Regions from separate parts of the Pan troglodytes genome. Here region 2 is linked to region 1. A link is a contact called in public Hi-C data. All regions are on one chromosome and are shown on one strand. Each heading gives the region's core, a stretch centred on a gene start, on an enhancer-like site or on the middle of the called end of the contact. The rest is flanking DNA. Distances are from core to core; before and after follow the strand shown. Region 1 overlaps PACRG (parkin coregulated). Region 2 overlaps PACRG (parkin coregulated).

The links. A called contact is a pair of places that touch in the nucleus more often than the background predicts.
Region 2: a contact with region 1 is called in a Hi-C map of stem cell-derived neural progenitor cells, with 2.7 times the contacts expected there. The contact joins two enhancer-like sites. A contact is called at or near these places in 2 of 7 Hi-C or Micro-C datasets (induced pluripotent stem cells and stem cell-derived neural progenitor cells).

Annotation. Positions count from the first base shown.
Region 1 is chr5:174,947,887-174,952,948 of NHGRI_mPanTro3-v2.0_pri, reverse strand. All of the region lies in intron 3 of PACRG (parkin coregulated), which reads right to left. Among named protein-coding and RNA genes, the nearest start is that of PRKN, 130 kb to the right of the region's middle. Within about 2 kb of position 3,143, at least 19 of the 24 cell types and tissues checked have an H3K27ac peak or open chromatin away from gene starts, as enhancers often do. A contact at or near this core is called in stem cell-derived neural progenitor cells, where this site is marked.
Region 2 is chr5:175,264,622-175,269,573 of NHGRI_mPanTro3-v2.0_pri, reverse strand. The region is part of intron 5 of PACRG (parkin coregulated); the gene reads right to left. LOC129144418 (a long non-coding RNA gene) reads left to right here. Exons shown (of 2, transcript XR_008548857.2): 2 at 1-244. Among named protein-coding and RNA genes, the nearest start is that of QKI, 230 kb to the left of the region's middle. Within about 2 kb of position 1,278, at least 6 of the 24 cell types and tissues checked have an H3K27ac peak or open chromatin away from gene starts, as enhancers often do. A contact at or near this core is called in stem cell-derived neural progenitor cells, where this site is marked.

The sequences.
Region 1 (5,062 bases), core at 1,894-4,393:
TTTTCTTTAGTTATCCTCTTGAGGAAACTAATAACGTTAATATTTGCTTCCCTTTATAGATGATATAAATTAGTTAAAATAAGAAAATATCTGTATAAAAACCAGTCTTTTTTTGTGTCTTCCTTCTCTCTCCCCCACCCCCACCTCCCTGCTAAACCCATTTTTTAGAAAGTATAACAGTCAAAGTTGTAAAATCCATTACTCTTGTAGGGGAGAAAAAATAATACCTTTTCCTCACCAGCTACAAGAGTCGTGGCGGAGACTCCTATAACAGAAGGCGGATTAACAAGAGAAAAGCATAAAAAAATTTATGTAACAAAAGTTTTCTGTGACACAGGAAGGTGCCTTCTGAAATTAAGACCCAAAGACCCAGGAAAAACTATGTAATTTTTTTTGCGTAGGTTCCAGGAAAAATGTACAGTTGTATAGAAATGTGACTGGACAAAAAGGGGGTACGACTTAATGTACTAAACTGGGGGGGCTCTGCAAGGCTTATTTGTTTAGCTTCTTCTTGGCCTTTCTGATCAGGGCAAGACACCTATCACTTGAGGGTCTTCAGGGGAGAAAGGAGAAGGTCAGAAATTGGCCTTTCTAGGTTTTATGGTTTGCTTTGGCAAAGAGAAATTTTGGTTTCTATGAACCTCCTCAGGGGAGAAAGGAAGATGAAGGAAAGGAGGGAGGGAGAAGGTGAGAGAGTGACCTCCGAGGTGTCACATTTTGGGGTAGCATGTTCTGAACCCTGATACTCCTCAGTTAAACGTGTGCTGAGTTGAATTTCTAGCCCTGCTAATTCAATTAGGAAAAGGTAGTTCCTTTGGGTTCATGTATAGAAACCAAATAAGTTAAAAATAACAAAACTCCTCAGATAGTTGGGCAGATTTCATTCTAGTAGACATTTAAAAGAAATTGAAGATTGATGCATTTAAAACCAATAATTAGATGTTTTTATCATTGTACATTTCTTGCAACAACTCTGGCCATTTATTAGTCTATTTTTAGGTGAGAGAACAAAGGTACAAAAATGGCAAATGGGAAAAGAGACAAGCATAAAACAGCTTCGCTTCAATCATCTACTGAAAAAAAAATGATAGAGAGGCATAAGTTCCTATGTCATCATTGTGCCTTCATGGAGGCCTCCAATTATTTAAGGTAGAATATTTTTGGGGCTCAGAACATGATACTCCAAAATATAGCACCTTTGTGTACTGTGTTAAGCTCAAGAAAACGGAAAACGCCGCAGAAGCAGGAGGGTCTCTGTGACTTCTCCTGTCCTCTGTCTCCTGAAGTAGGCATGGAAACTAGAATTCCCTCCACCCCTTCTTCCCTAAAACAGGCCATGACCGCAGGGAAGGCCACTCTTTGACCTGCTGCCTCACTTCTTCCCTGAAGACCTCATGTGACAGGAGTACTGCCCTATACCAGGAGGGAAGGAATGTCACTCAGGAACACGGAGAAGAAACTGGGCAATCAGGTCTCCCTGAGTTGCCCCCAGTTTGTACCGATCGGAGCATGCCATTTCATCCTCCAGTCTTACTTCTGCATGCCTGTCCATAAAAGTACACACATCTCTGTTTCTTTGGGTCTCCATTTCTGAAGGCTCCCACGTCACATAACCTCTATTAAATAAATGTGATGTTTTTCTCTTGTTACTCTGTCCTTTGCTCTAAGGGTCTCAGCCACGAACCTTGTGATAGGTAAGGAAAATATATTACTTTTTCTCCCCTATAATATAGTGATTGGTTTGGCTCTGTGTCCCCACCCAAATCTCATCTTGAATTGTTATACCCATGGGTCAAAGGAGGGACTTGGTGGGAGATGACTGGATCTTGGGGGCAGTTCCCCCATGCTGTTCTCATAATAGCGAGTGAGTTCTCATGAGATCTGATGGTTTAAAAGTGTGGCACTTCCGCCTTCTCTATCTCTCTCCTGCTGCCATGTAAGATATGCCTTGCTTCCCCTTTGCCTTCCACTGTGATTGTTAAGTTTCCTGAGGCCTCCCCCGCCATGTGGAACTGTGAGTAAATTAAAACTCTTTTGTTTAGAAATTATGCAGTCTCAGGTAGTTCTTTATAGCAGTGTGAAAACAAACTAATACATATAGTTAGACATTACTTAAGTGCTAAACACAACATTCACCGAATATTCAAGAGTTAATATATGTCAGCACAATGATGATACCAATATGGCTTCTAAATTAATAGTTAATGTTTTACAGTAACTTTTCATAAACCATTTTCTTGTCAGGTAACAAGAAGAATATACACGCATTTATTTTTAAAAGCCTTCTGTCAAGTTGCATTAAAAGCAGGTTGCAACATGATTGGCAGAATTAAGAAGCCTTTGAAACAGGTAACACAGTTGCATTTAAGTGTGGGCAACAAGAACATATTTTATATCTTAGATCTAGTTTATTAAAGAGACCTTAAATTTAAAAAAAAAAAACAGAGCAAATGGATCATCTGGAGAATTCAGAGCTAAAGTGATTAATTAGACCTTATTTTGTCTTGAACAGATTTACTAAGCATTTTTCAAATAGCCACATTGTTTGTAATTACCAAAATCACACCTCCATTGGCCAGCCTAAGTTACTTCATGCATGAATGACAATCTGATGGAACACTCTTGTTAGAGCTTCATTCTTCATTGTAATTAGCCATAATCATAGCCTTCCTGGGTGCATGAGAATGTGCAAGCCACTATTCACAACCCCAACCCATTTGAATATGAATCTTCTCAGTAAGGAGCAATAAAATAGGAGAAACAAAGCAGTTTCTCTAGGGAATTTTGTAAAGCATCTCTACTCTAATTCTGCCTCCCTTCAAAATGTTCCCTCTCCAGTATCTGGATTCTATTTGCTAAAACAAGGGTGGCTTAATGAGGACAATGGCTTATTATTTCTTAAGTGACACGGGAGGGCCCAAGTATTACAGGCTTAGTTCTTTCAGTCTTTGCCAAGGACACAAGGAACAAAAGAACAAGCAAGTGTGCATGGAAAAGAGAACTCGGACTGGGCTATACTCTGTGAACTCTCGGAGCAAGATGGGGGCCTTTGCTATTCCGGAGCTCAAAGGCTGTTGCTTGCTTGCTTTCTTCTTTCTCCCCTCTTTACCCACCCCCCTGCAAATGACTCAGACATTATAGAAAAAGGCTCAAAGCAGCAGGGATTGAAAACAAAGGCTAAGTGGAGGAGGGGTGACATGTCTGATCCTGTCCCAAGCACATTCACAGTGAGCCACCTACTGGCAACTCTACTTTTCCTTCTGTTATTGTCTAATCACCTAAACCTCTTCAGGGAAAACCTAGGTAAACCCGCTGGAGTCACTCCAGATGCCTTCTCAGCCAAAAATGGGAAAAACAAAATTCAGGGGGAAATAAGCTTCAGAGTAGTGCTGTGTCTTCAGAAGAAAACTCAATCCTTCCAGCAAAACTATGGCTAAGTAGCAGGTGTAAAGAATTATTCAAACGGCTATTTGTAAAAGAATCATCATTTGACTTATGAAGCAAAATCAACTACTCATTTACACTAATCACATCATATATGAAAAGTGTGGTGCTGCACGCGCTACAGATCTGGTGCTCCTTCAAGACCTTTACCATTTGTGTGGAGAGATTTTTTTCTTCGAGACGTGCCGCTCACCTATTAAGATACCTGTTTATATTATTTGCTACCAGAAGATGCTCCAGGGCTGCAGGAGACTCGGGATGATTCTCTGATCATCTCCTGGGCTTGGACCTTCATCATGTTGAAATGACTCTCCCAAGGCCACACAGCCGGTTAAATGTATCACTATTAAAGTACCTGATAACAATACAATTCAGCACTTCCACGGCTATATGCACAATGCACTTTTAGGCCAGGTGCGGTGGCTCATGCCTATAATCCCAGCACTTTGGGAGGCCGAAGTGGGAAGATAGCTTGAGGCCAGGAGTTCAAGACCAGACTGGACAAAAGAGTGAGACCCTATCTCTACAAAAAATTTAAAAAATTACCGGGCATGGTGGCACGCTACTGTAGTCCCAGCTACTCGGGAGGCTGAGGTGGGAGGATCTCTTTTGATCCTAGAAGTTCGAGGCCGCAGTGAGCTGTAATCACACCCCTGCACTCCAGCCTGGGTGACAGAGCCAGACCAAGTCTCTAAACACAACAATAATAACAACAACAACAAAACTCAAACTCGCAGCTTTGGACCTGAACAAGGATAAGTGGCCCTCCCGGTCAAGGAAGGCATAAAGTCCGGCATGGGTGGAGGTGGCCTGGGACGCTGTCTGAGAAATGAGGGGCAGAACCTGAACCTGGACTCCGTGAGAAGGGGCCATAACTGACTAGCAACAACATCTGTTCACTGGTGCCCAAGGAAGGCCAGTTAAATCACCTGTCTCCCACCCAGTGTCCACTGTGCTCCAGGAACTGCTACGCCCTATGGAGGCATCTCCAGTGGAGAAAACATGACTAAACTTCCCAGAAGCAGGGAGTTGGGGCGCTGGGAAGCTGGGGTGGGAACACACGCCGCTGGGACGATTGGGGGTATCTATTCCCATGTCCCTTGTCATAAGTTACATTCAAATTGACAGGAGAGCTTCTTCCTGGCTATTTGCTTCTCTGATCTCTCTGTTGTCTCGTACCATATTTTGGGATTATTTTATTTTGAAAGCCATTTCAATATTTTTAAGTCCCTCACTCTGTATTTCTTCTTTCTCCATTTTTTTTTCTTAGAATAACAGTTTAAGACAGATGGCTATAATAATTCCTTCATCAGATAATAAGATATAATTTAAGACACATTTACAATACTTACATCTCTGATACGCAAAAAAGAAGAGTCTCTATAAGATTAGGAATTAGTCTAAACTGAAGGCCTGAAGGGCTGACAGAGACTTTTCCTACTAATTTCATCAGTGTCATCAATCACAATTATAACACGATCATCATGTACTGTGTTCTTTTTGTGTGCCAGATAGGGTGCTAAGTGTTTTACAGGCACTCCTCCACCTAATCCTTACAACAGCTCTACCAGGTGTCAGCGCTGGGCATTATCTCCAGCTTACGCCGAGTCTGAGAAGG
Region 2 (4,952 bases), core at 29-2,528, 320 kb before region 1:
TGAAAATGCCACATTTATGTAACAAATTACTCTTTCATAAGGATGTCAATGTTTAAATACGCATTTTCTCAATTTTGTTAATGAAATACTTTGAAATTCTTTTTTCTAATGAAACCTGCTGAATGTAAAAGAGACCCGTACTAAAGAAAGATACCACATGAAGCACCAAGGGTCTCTTTCTGGATCTATCATGACTCTTGTGACTGTTTCAGCAGCACAGAAATTAAAGGCGATTGTTATTCTGGAGGAAGACAATGAGTCTCATCTATATCTTGTTTGGGTTGATTTTGTAAACAGAATATTCCAAAGATCATTCTTGCCTTTTGTTTCCACTGAGAACTAGAATAAAGTAAAACAAACTATCAATTTAAGGAAAGCCTCGAAATTGTTAGCAATTTCTTCAGTAACTTTCATCCATCAGCTGATTTTATGAACACAAATTTGCGGAAATGGGCAAGAAAAATTACTGAACTCATTGGTGGGAAGCAGTGGGCTCTCTAAGGAGGGAGAGATAGCAGTGATTTCACCACCGGACAGTGGAACACAAAGAGCCTGGAAGAGTCTATCACTTTCAACTGAAACCGCAAGAAGAACTAAGTAGGTTAAGCCCTAAGAATGTTCCTAGGTAACCTACTTGAGTTGAAATTTGACTAAGAATCCTTACACCCTACCTAAGAGAGGTAACGCTATTAGGATCGGAAGTGATTGGAAGTTTCAGATCTCGTCCAAAAGGGAGAACGGTCAATGACAAAGCTGCTGTGAATAGTATTCTGGGGGCGTGGTGGAACCCCGATTCACTGCTATCTCCCGAATCAGCAACTTGATAGAGAGCGCCTCCCGGGCCTTGGAAGCCTTCCATTCCGAGCTGGCTGGGTGGGACTCAGGTTTTATGGTATGCTGGACTTTTTCCCCGTGAGTTAAAACACATTTATAGTAACTAAGTTGTTAATGATGAGAAAAAACCCCAAACTACCGTACTAATAATCAAACTCTGCTATTTGGTTTGTAAAAAACAAAAATACATCTATAAAAAGGGTTGGCCGGAGATGTGTCTGTATTTTTTTTTTTTTGCCACCTCAAGCAAATAATCTCTGATTCTCCCCTGTCCATGAGGACCCATTTCCAGGGGCAAATCCTCCGGGGGTGGACTTGTCCTTGGAAGGGGGAGGGGAGGGCTGCTGGCACGAGACACAGAGACTGGGAACAAGTTCACAGTGTTCATCTCCGGGGACTCACAGAAGAATGGAGAATTGGCTCTTTCATCTCCAGCCCCGGTACTGCTTTTCACTGCCCCTGAGCCTCTGCTGTCCCCAAGCGGCCGTCTGGATCACAGAGGTGGCCACAGAGATCGGGGCTGAGTGTGTGGGTCAAAGTTCCTAGGCTGCCTGTTTCAGGAGGTTGCATCATGTATTCTTTAACCCTTCCTTTACAAGATAGCCCGAGGTGTGGGAGTAAAATGGTCAGGCAAATAGGTTTCAGGGTCAGTCTGACTCGGTTTCAGACCCTGGTTCCAGCGATAGTTATCAATGTGGCAGCAGGATCCCTCAGCCCCTTCTATCCCACACAGGTGCCCGCACAGCTGAATAGATGGTTTAGTGCTGCTTTGGTATCCGGAGAAGGCTGTTAACCTGAAGAGTTAGAGACACTCAGGCTGAGGCTGACCTATCTGGGTTCACACCCTGGCTCTGTCATTTGCAATCTGAGTGACTCTGGGTCAATGTCATAACTGTACGGAGCCCCAGCTTTCAAATACATGAAATGAGAATGAAAATGCCACGCGGGTGAAACACACACAACGCTCGGCGCCTGGTGACTCCAGGAGACGCAGCATTTGCTGTTAATAATTAGTGAATAATTTTTGAGAAAAGAAATGTAAAATCAGATTTTTTGCCCATTTTTTTAACCTAAAGAAACAGTGCCTTTTTGGCCTCTACATGTTTGAAGAACCAAATAAATGGCTCATAAGAGTAAAGGAATTAAACTGCTTTTTTTTGTAACCATACAAAAAACCCCTCTTAAACTCAATGAATTTTTATTTTTATTTTTTTTGAGACAGAGTATCACTGTTGCCCAGGCTAGAGTACAGTGGTGTAATCATAGCTCACTGCAGCCTTGAATTCCTGGGCTCAAGCGATCCTCCTGCCTCAGCCTCCCGAAGTGCTGGGATGACAAGTGTGAGCCACTGCACCTGGTCCTCATTGAAACTTTTTAGCAGTGTTTTCCACACTCTATTTATTATAGGTGTATGATAATCTATGTAACAACCTATGCAAACTCATTCAGTGCACAGTATACAAGCTGTGTCTCGAACTAGTTAGTAGAACATCTTGTGAAGGCTTCGTGATATTTTAACGAACATACTTGTCACTAAACACAAATGGAGAGAACTGTTTATCTTCACAAGGATCAGCTAGGTGAGGGACTCACTCCTAGCTTTCTACTGGAGAAGTGGGCGTGCCTAGGAAACGCATCAAAACTAGAATCTCTAGCACAAAGCTCAGTCTCTTAAACAGAGATGCTGGTCAGCAGCCACAGCAAAACCCAAAATTATGTATGGCTTGGAAAGGATCACAATGACCAGAGCTGATCACTGGATAATGCAAGTAATTTCAAAGTCAATGTCGTCTCCAGAAAGACCACTTCCAGTCAGTGTAACCACTGGATAAACTACACAGGTAATAGCCAGCCAGGCATGTGTCCAGCACACAGGAACCTCCCAGGAGGGCTCGGCTGGGACACTGGACGGGCTGCCTGGCGGTTCCTGCCTGTATGGCCTTGGGCAAGGAGACTTGCTGGTCTGGTCTGCGAGAATGTCATCTGTAAGTGAACGGGGGAGAATGAGACAGTAACTCAGAGCTTATACTTGGATCCCACCTTAACACTTATAAAGGCTTACAGAGTGGACGGGAACTCATACGCCATGCAAGAAAACTAGTGATATAAGAAAATTCTTCTTCTTTTTTTTTTTTTTTGAGACAGATCTTGCTCTCTTGCTCCAGCTGGAGTGCAGTGGCACAATTTGGCTCACTGCAGCATCAAACTGCCAGGCTCAGATGATTCTCCCATCTCGGCCTCCCGAGTAGCAGGGACTATAGGCATATGCCAACACACCTGGATTACTTTTGAACTTCTTTTATAGAGACAGGGTTTCACCATGTTGCCCAGGCTGGCCTGGAACTCCTTCCCAGGCTGAAGCAATCCACCTTCATCAGCCTCCCAAAGTGTTGGGATTACAAGCGTGAGCCACCACGATTTGCCAGAAGTTTTTTTTTTTTTTTATTTAAAGAACACCACATGAGTAGGTTGAAGCCAGGCTGCTCTGGGAATTCTGTGCCTCGTCTTGGGAGCAGTGGCTCAGCAAGGTGCAGGTGTGGTGGGAAGGAAGGCTGAGTTCCCCCAGCTGCCGCCTCCTTTCTGTCTCGCTTGTCGGCAGGAGAACCTACGGAGGAGCCCAGCCTCCAAGATAAGACGCACATGTGAGGAGCAGCAGGACATCAGTGTGAGCCAAGCTACAAAGCTTTCCACTATAAAACCACGGTCCATGCCCAAAAAGGAAACCCACCACTGAAACCTAAGCTTCTTTTTGATTAAGTCCTGTGTGGCAAATATCAGCGACTTATTTCATCAGCCTGAAAATTCAGCTCATCACAAATGAAAAGTAAAAACTTTAATTCTATAAAAGGAGATAAAATTCAGCCTTTTTAAAGAAAGAGCTCTATCAACCCGAATAGGAATTGTTACTTGTAATTTAATCAAAATTCACTTATATTACCTGAGTGCTTTATTTTTGAATGGCAACTTAAAATACACCAGAGAGACTGAATTCCATGACCATCAGCACCTACAGCATGCCAGATACTGTACCTAGTTCTTGCTTTTCTGTGGTGGGTGTGGGGAAGTTTGAGAAACCGGGTGCTGGATGTGATGGCAGCCACCGGGGAGCCTGGCAAGGCAGCTTCTCCTAGCAGTTTCATTAATGTTGTAGCATTAATGTAAAGATTAAGTTTGGCCGCATGTAACAGAAAATTCAACATAATACTGGCTTAGGTAAGACAGGTGTTTAATTCCTCTCCTGTCAGAAAAAGTCCAGAAGGAAGCAACCAGGCTACCATAAAGTGCAAGGGCTCTATGAAGTCAGAGAAGAACGGGGCTTCTCCTACTTTAATACTAAAGTTTCCTGCATGTGTCTGTGTCTCAAGATTACTCCATAGCCAAAGGTGGCTGCCAGAGCCCGGGCCTTCTCGTTTGAGTTCCAGGCTGCAGGAAGGAGAAGGAAAGGACAAAAGATCCGCCCCTGCCAGTTGGAGTCTACGCAGCACTTCCCCTTGTCCCTCTGACCATAAGATCAGCATGTCCGTGCCACGCCGAGCTGTGAGGGTGGCTGAGAGCTAGTCTTGTTGCTGAGGGTGGTGCCCAGAATGGCATGGGGCCTGCTCATGAGGCAACAAGGTGGGAATGAGCATTCCCAGACCCTGCCTCTGCGTGCACTCCAACAAGGGACTGCAGCCCTGGTGCCAGGCAGGGAGCCCTCTTTCTCACAGGCCCACTGGCTTCAGCTGGCCTCGTGTTTCTCCTGGCTGAGCTCCATCTGCTCTCCATCCAACTTTCCTTCCTGTTCTGGAAGCTTGGTAGTGGGAACACTCCCTGTTCTGTCTTGAGTGCCCAGCCAATGACCAGGTTTGAGCCTCTTCTAAGTGTCAGGTGGTGAACAAGACAGAGCAGATTTGTGCCTGTGGTGAACAAATGGTCCAGCAGGGAAGAGAAGCGTTGACCTGTGGCCACAGTTCCCACCTGGGGGTGCATGGAGGGAAGCGTGTGTGCTGTTTGGAAGCATGTGTGCTGTTTGGACGTGCTTGGAATGGAAACTGCACAGGCCTAGGGCACGTTTCTCAGACTCTTCTCCTTGCAGAAAAACACGGTCGAATCCCACCCGCAAAAAAAAAAAAAAAAAA